Regions from separate parts of the Sus scrofa genome. Here region 2 is linked to region 1. A link is a contact called in public HiChIP or PLAC-seq data. All regions are on one chromosome and are shown on one strand. The core of a region is the stretch at or near the end of the contact, and the rest is flanking DNA. Distances in the headings are between cores, read along the strand shown. Region 1 holds the start of THEMIS2 (protein THEMIS2). Region 2 holds the start of SMPDL3B (acid sphingomyelinase-like phosphodiesterase 3b).

Evidence for each region. HiChIP or PLAC-seq counts read pairs in DNA pulled down with a chosen protein or histone mark.
Region 2: an H3K27ac HiChIP or PLAC-seq map of alveolar macrophages shows a contact between it and region 1. The contact joins the promoter of SMPDL3B here to the promoter of THEMIS2 in region 1. A contact is called at or near these places in 1 of 5 promoter capture datasets (liver), 3 of 47 Hi-C or Micro-C datasets (embryonic fibroblasts, epiblast stem cells and fetal liver) and 2 of 2 datasets of contacts at active chromatin or transcription factors (alveolar macrophages and skeletal muscle).

The regions. Positions count from the first base shown.
Region 1 is chr6:85,008,772-85,012,377 of Sscrofa11.1, forward strand. It overlaps THEMIS2 (protein THEMIS2), which reads left to right and starts at 2,108. Exons shown (of 5, transcript XR_002344949.1): 1 at 2,108-2,272.
Region 2 is chr6:85,058,433-85,062,161 of Sscrofa11.1, forward strand. SMPDL3B (acid sphingomyelinase-like phosphodiesterase 3b) reads left to right here and starts at 2,207. Exons shown (of 9, transcript XM_003127737.5): 1 at 2,207-2,430. The coding sequence starts at 2,322.

The DNA.
Region 1 (3,606 bases), core at 858-3,357:
ATGAAGGAAACGAGAGCTGAGATCTCTGAGAAGTGTCACAGGGCACAGGAGGGCCCCAGGAAATCATGAGAACAGAGAGCTAGCACTTGGCATGTGCCCAGATGCCTGTGTTACATTCTCATTTGCACCAACACTCCTGTTCTGGCCAGCCCCATTATACAGAGGGGACTGAGACTCAGAGAGGTTAAGGAACTTGCCTGAGGTCACACAGCTAAGTGATGGAGCCAGGATTTGTGCCCAGTTTTATCTCCAAAGCCCATCTTTATATTCTTCATCCTCTCCTGTAATTCTAGGCAAAACTGGGCTGCAAAGAAATGTGGCAGATTCACATGGCCTGCTGAAACACATGGGGGAGAGACGAAGAACTGCCATTTCCTCCAGCCTGCTGGAGGAGCAGCAGAGCTGGGTTAAAATCCTAGCATCTCCACTCTCTCTTTGCATGATCTTAGGCTAGTCCCTTCACTTTTCTGAGCCTCAGTTTCCTCATCTGTAAAGGGGGAATGATTTTTGTCTTGCCTACTTACAGGGAGGATTAAACAAACAAGTGAAAGGTTGTATAGGGCCTGCTCAGAGTAGGTGCTCAGAGAATCCCTTGGTGATGCTTCTGGAAACCTGTGGAAATGTCCCTCTCCATCCCATCTGCTCTGCTTAGCCAACCCTCCTTCTGAGCCCGAGGCCCCTTGCATCCTCTGTGTTCTGCTGCTCTCAGCTCTTGCAAACGTCTCTCTCCTTCTTTATCTTGCTGGGCCCAGCAGAGACTCAGCAGCTGTTCACTAGGACTGAAATATACCCTTCGAGGCTGCAAAAACACACACACTGGAGTTCTTGTTGTGGTGCAGTGGTTAATGAATCCAACAAGGAACCATGAGGTTTCGGGTTCGATCCCTGCCCTTGCTCAGTGGGTTAAGGATCTGGCGCTGCCGTAAGCTGTGGTGTAGGTCACAGACGCGGCTTGGATCCCCCGTTGCTGTGGCTGTGGCGAAGGCCAGCAGCAACAGCTCTGATTTGACCCCTAGCCTGGGAACCTCCATATGTTGTGGGAGCAGCCCTAGAAAAGGTAAAAAGACAAAAAAAAACAAAAACAAAAAAAACCCCAAACAAAACACACACACACACACACACGCGCGCGCGCGCGCACACACACATGCGCGCACACACACATGCGCGCACACACGCACACACCGTTTGACCCAGAAATTCAACTTCAGGAATCTAGTGCAAGGAAGTATTTTTCTGTCTAATGATTGAAGAGCAATTAAGCAAATAATTACACAGATAAGTGTAGTAGTCTTCTACTACTTTTAGAGTGACAAAAAATGAAATCGAGCTTTTTGCACAATATCCGTATCATCTCACTTAATCCTCACAACCAGCTCAGAAAAGATTCTTTCCTCCATTTTACAGATGAGGAAACGAAAACTCAAAAATTGAAGTGATTTGCCTAAAGTTATATAACAAGCAAGAGGAGGAGCTGGGATTTAAACCTCAGTTTGACTGTCGAGGGACAAGGAAAAGACTTATCTATTTCTTCTTTGTTCACTGGAAGTGGTTGGTCTCTTTCCTAAGCAGATTTTTAGCTCAAGGAAGAATTTTTCAGGAGAATTGTCCAGAGGGTAGAGCATCCTGGAAAGGTAATGAGTCCCCAGTGAGTAGAGGGCTTGGAGTGTCCCGCAGAGGGATTCAGGCGACCTGACGCTCTACCTCCCTCCTCAGACTCAAAAGGCAAGGCTGCTCCTTTCCTGTGAGACCCAGAACTACTCGGCGCGGGCGGACTTCCTTTCCCGGTTCTGCTGTGAGGACCGGGGGAATGCAGGGGGCGGGGGGGTTCCTTCATCTTCATCCTCGTCCTTCCTCCACGATGGGGTACATCACTGACGACTGGGCACGTGGGGACCAGCTTTTATTTACTCAGAGCCTCTCGGGGGTCAGGTCCTGATTTGGACCCTCCAAATCGTGCCACCAATGTGAGAGCCGGGTCCTGCAAACCCCCCGTAGAGGTCGGGGAACCTGAGTCCTGGAGAGGGAGGCGGCGCGTGCTGGAGCGCAAGGTCGCGGCCCTCACGCCCCTGGGCGGGGCTCTGGCCCCGACTCCGCCCCGCTGGGCCGGCCGAGGGGAGGGTGCAGGGCCCGGCGGCGGCGAGCGGGCCACTCGATCAGGTCCCGCGAGCTGCGCGGACCATGGAACCTGTGTCGCTGCAGGACTACGTGCGCGCCCTGGACCCCGCCTCCCTGCCGCGAGTACTGCGGGTCTGCTCGGGTGTCTACTTCCAGGGTGAGTGAAGGGCCGAGACCCCTCCGACCTCCCGACCCCGCTGCGGATCAGGTTCTCTCTTCCAGAGCGTTAGAAACCCGGGACGCTGTGCCCGGGGTTCGAATCCCGAAGCTGCCGCTGCCCAAGCTGTGTGCTCTGGGGCTACCCTGCAACTTCTTGGGGACACGGTTTTTTGCTTCTGAAGGGGGTTGGCCGACCCCGGTGATGGGACTTCAGTGAGCACAGATACTCAGGGGGGTGGAACCGAACCAAGCTGGGGTGGAACGGCGGTGCGCAGTGCTTGAGGTCGGACTCTGTGGGGTCGCAGCCCTAGGATGTTGGCGACGCCGAGCTTGATTCTGAAGCGACAGGTCAGCTCTCCCCTACATGTGACCTCCCATTCCTTCCCCTTCGACACCTGTCTACGCGGCCTTCCTTCAATCCCTCCATCCCGTCTTTGCTCTCTGCTTGGCTGCTTGGCAATGGATAGTATTTGATCTGATCAGCTCTTCAGGTCTCAGCTTAAATGACTCCTCCTCCAGGGAGTCTTCCTGGGTCTCTCTGCTCCTTGCCTGAAAGGGATTGACAGGCCATGAAGGGACAGGTGGCTGCTCTGAGGGTGAGGGAGGAGCTGTGGTCAACTGAGTGGGGAAGTGGGGGGTGGAGGAGAGAGGGAAGCTAGAGTCTGGGTGGGCTGGTGGGAGGCTACTTCCTTAGAGGGCAAACTTCACACCAGTACCCTGCCCATCCTGTTCCCTCCACCCTCTCCCTTGTTCTGCACCGCAGATCAAGAGTGATACATGCTGGAGGGCCCCTCACGGGAGCAGGACAGGCCACCACACCATAGCATCTTGCCAGGCCCACTTGGGAATGTAATGGGTCTGGGTTCGAAAGCTCTTGTCTCTCTGGGGGCTTCCTGCAGGCATCTTTGATCTATTTGCTCTCCTTCCAACATCCCCCACCCGCTGTGTGTCACAATACTTGGTTTCCTCATTTTGCCTAATGAGAAGTGGTGGGAAGTGGCGGAAGGGGGACGGTAAGAAAAGAGCTAGATGGGGTGTGGGGGAGCTAGAGGAGGGCCGATGGTGATACCCGTGGGGCAGGTGGCCGTGACCGACACTCAGCCACTACCACTCGACACTTGGCAGCGGTTGCTCTGTGCCAGCGGTGGAGGCAAACATCCAGGGCTGAGTCTTACTCTTTTTTTTTTTTTTTTTTTTTTTTTGGCTGTGCTCACTGAATGCAGAAGTTTCCGGGCTAGGGATGAAACCCCTGCCACAGCAGCAACAGTGCCTGGTCCTTAACCTACTGAGCCACCAGGGAACTCAGTTCTGCCTCCTACCTGATATTCTTGT
Region 2 (3,729 bases), core at 957-3,456, 50 kb after region 1:
AGGTCTTTTTTCTTCCTGTTGGGCTCTGCTATTGATGCAGGTGATGAGAGCTTCCTCTTCTGCTCATCTGACTCTATTTAATTAAGATTTCTGGGAGTTCCCATCATGGCTCAGTGGTTAACGAATCTGACTAGGAACCATGAGGTTGCAGGTTCAATCCCTGGCCTTGCTCAGTGGGTTAAGGATCCAGCACTGCTGTGAGCTGTGGTGTAGGTCGCAGATGCAGCTCGGATCCCGAGTTGCTGTGGCTCTGGTGTTGGCGGGCGGCTACAGCTCCGACTGGACCCCTAGCTGAGAACCTCCATATGTCGCAGAAGTGGCCCTAGAAATGGCAAAAAAGACAAAAAAAAAAATAAGATAAATAAAAGTTTTCAGTTCATTAATGTTTTACATTGGGGTGTTCCTTTTTCCTCTTTTATTTACTTATTTTTAAATTTTTCCTTTTTTTTTTCCTTTTCTTTTTAGGGTCACACCTGTGGCATATGGAAGTTCCCACGCTAGGGGTTGATTTGGAGCTGCAGCTGCTGGCCTACACCACAGCCACAGCAATGCCAGATCTTTAACCCACTGAGCGAGGCCAGGGGATCTAATCTGCATCCTAATCTGCAGATTCCTATTGTGGCTCCCCCTTCCTTTTTTTTTTTTTAAAGCAAGAGACAAAATAGGAACTCCCCTTTCCTTTTTTTTTATTTTTTTCAAGCAAGAGACAAAATTCTTATGTGAAAATGTCCTCTCTTGTACCAGATGAAAAATAACATTCTCATTTTCCTTCTTCCTGCTGTTCATGAAGGCCGGAATGAGTGGTATCTGAGTGAGAGCTCTCCATTCAAGGCTTTCTGACTACATTTTTTTTCTATTGAAGTCTATTTGATTACTAACACTGTGTGAGGTGTTCCCATTGTAGCTCAGTGGTAATGAACACAACTAGTATCCATGAGGATGCAGGTTTGATTCCTGGCTTCGCTCAGTGTGTCAGGGATATGGCGTTGCTGTGAGAAGCAGTGTAGGTTGAAGATGCGGTTTGAATCCTGCATTGCTGTGGCTGTAGTGTAGGCAGGTAACTGCACCTTCAATTGGACCCCTAACCTGAGAACTTACATATGCAGCAGGTGCAGCCCTAAAAAGCAAAAAAAAAAAAAAAAAAAAAAAAGTTCTGCTGTACAGCAAAGTGATTCCATCACACACACACACACACGCATATATACATATGCATTCTTTTAATAAAAGAGTCCTTATTTTTTGAGATATATACTAAAGTGTTTATGGGCAAAACGACATGCTCCCTGGAATTTTCTTTAAATAATTCAATGGGATTGGGTTAGAGTGCAGATAAAGTAAGACTGGCTACGAGTTCATAACTAGGGTTGCTGGAGGATGGGTACTGGGGGTTCCTTACACAATTTTCTCTACTTCTGAATATGTTTATCAATTTTGAATATAAAAGAAGAGGGGTTCCCATTGTGGCTCAGTGTTAACAAACCCGATTAGTTTCCACGAAGTTGGTCTCACTTAGTGGGTTAAGGATCCGACGTTGACTTGAGCTATGGTGTGGGTTGCAGATGTGACTCAGATCCTGAGTTGCTGTGGCTGCAGTGTAGGCCAGAGGCTATAGCTCTGATTTGACCCCTAGCCTGGGAACTTTCCTATGACCCAGGGGCCGCCCTTAAAATAAAAAAGTAAAAAATAAAAAAAGAGATGAAGCCTGTGTCACCTCCTCCCAGTCACCTCCTGTCACTTTCCCCAGAAGGTTAGATCTCTCATCTGGGCTTGTCAAGCCACCTAACACGCTGAACTGCAGTCCAGTGGTTTACTGCCCTCTGGAGGGCAGGGCCTGCCCTGGGCCCCCGCCATTTCCCTGGGACCTGGTTCCTGGCATAAATGAGCAGATGACTCAAGTCTTGTTTCCTCTGTGGTCAAGCATGTCTATCTCCAACTAGCAGCTAAGTTCCTGTGATGGCAAAGGCCAGACATTTAATACTGGTCTGTTTGTTCTGTGGGCATGATACAACACGGAAACTCTGAAGTAGGTATTTGCCTGTCAGCGAGCGACTGGAGTCGGGTGCGTTTCCCAGAAAATCCAGTTGCTGACTGGACTGACATGCTCTGAAGAACTGGCAGGACGGGTGCTGCTTCCAACTTCAGAGTCCAAAGGCCTGGCAGGTGCAGCTCTTTGGGCAAACCCCGCTCACACCCCGCTGGGCAAAGGATGAAAAGTCAGAGGAGCCAGACGCCTCCCGTGATTTGGTACACCCAGTGGCAGGACAGAAAGTTCTGCTCTGGCTCGTGGCCACCAACACCTATTTAGGAAGCCCGTGGCTCGAATGACAGCTCCAGGAGGACCCCACGTTTCCGTGAGGCAAGCCCCAAGAATGAGGCTGCCTGTGCTGCTGATTTTCCTGGCCCACTGGGGAGTCACCAGAGCTGGACAAGGTAGGCACTGCGAATGCCTGTGATCTCTCTGTTTTGTACTCTGAACTTAGGGTTGAGGGCTGCTAGAAACTGCCCACGGAAAGCTAAAAGACTGCTTAAAATAGCAAGGCAGGGAGCTGGGCAGGGAGGCTGGGTGAGAGAGTTAGCGAGTGGTGGGGGTGCTGTTTGAGCCTGAAGATTTTTTTTTTTATTAAAGCAGACTTGAGGAGTTCCCATAGCGGCTCAGCAGTAACAAACCCGACTAGTATCCATGACGTTGCAGTTTCCTTAACTCAGTGCAGTGGCATTATCATGAGCTGTGGTGTAGGCCAGCAGCTGCCACTCCGAGTCGACCCCTAGCCTGGGAACTTCCATGTGCCACAGGAGCAGCCCCAAAAAGAAAAAAGAAAAAAGAAAGTATATTTGATTTACAATATTGTGTGCCAATTTCTGCTGTAGAGCGAAGTGACCCAGTTATACATATATACTTTTCTTATAGAGCCTGAAGATTTTAAGTGGGGGTGACAGCTGGCCCCAAGAGGGACAGTGACATTGTTAAGAGGTGTGGGTACATAAAAGCCAGACAGCTGATAGAGGTAGAGGGTGGCAGGCAGATTCATGAATCATTCAACACATATTGGTTGGGGGCCTTCATGGATCATGGGCTATTCTAGGAACCAGGGATGTGGCAGAAATGAGAAGAAACAAAGTCTCAGTCTTGGTGAAGCATTTCTCCACTGGGGGAGAAACAGACCAAAAGACATGCCAACAAGAAAATACATATTCCAGGGAGTTCCAATCGTGGCTCAGCGGAAACGAATCTGACTAGCATCCATAAGGATGCAGATTCGATCCCTGGCCTGTGCTCAGTGGGTTAAGGATCCCACGTTGCTGTGGCTGTGGTGTAGGCCGGCAGCTGAAGCTCCGATTAGACCCCTAGCCTGGGAACCTCCATATGCCACGGGTGTGGCCCTAAAAAGAAAAAAAAAAAAAAAAAAAAAAAAAGAAAAAAAGAAAAGAAAAGAAAATACGTATTCCAGGAAATAACAAGTGTTATGGAGAATAATAAAGCAGACTCAGGGCCTCGCCAGGCTGACTGGAGGTTTAGGACTGACTGAAAAAATCTTCACTCACCCCCTGACTCCTTCACTTTTAAATGTTTTCTTAGAAGCCCAAATGCCAGAGTTCCTGTTGTGGCTCAGTGGTTAATGAATCCCACTAGGAACCATGAGGTTGCGGGTTCGATCCCTAGCCTTGCTCAGTGGGTTAAGGATCCGGCATTGCCGTGAGCTGTGGTGTAGGTTGCAGACTCGGCTTGGA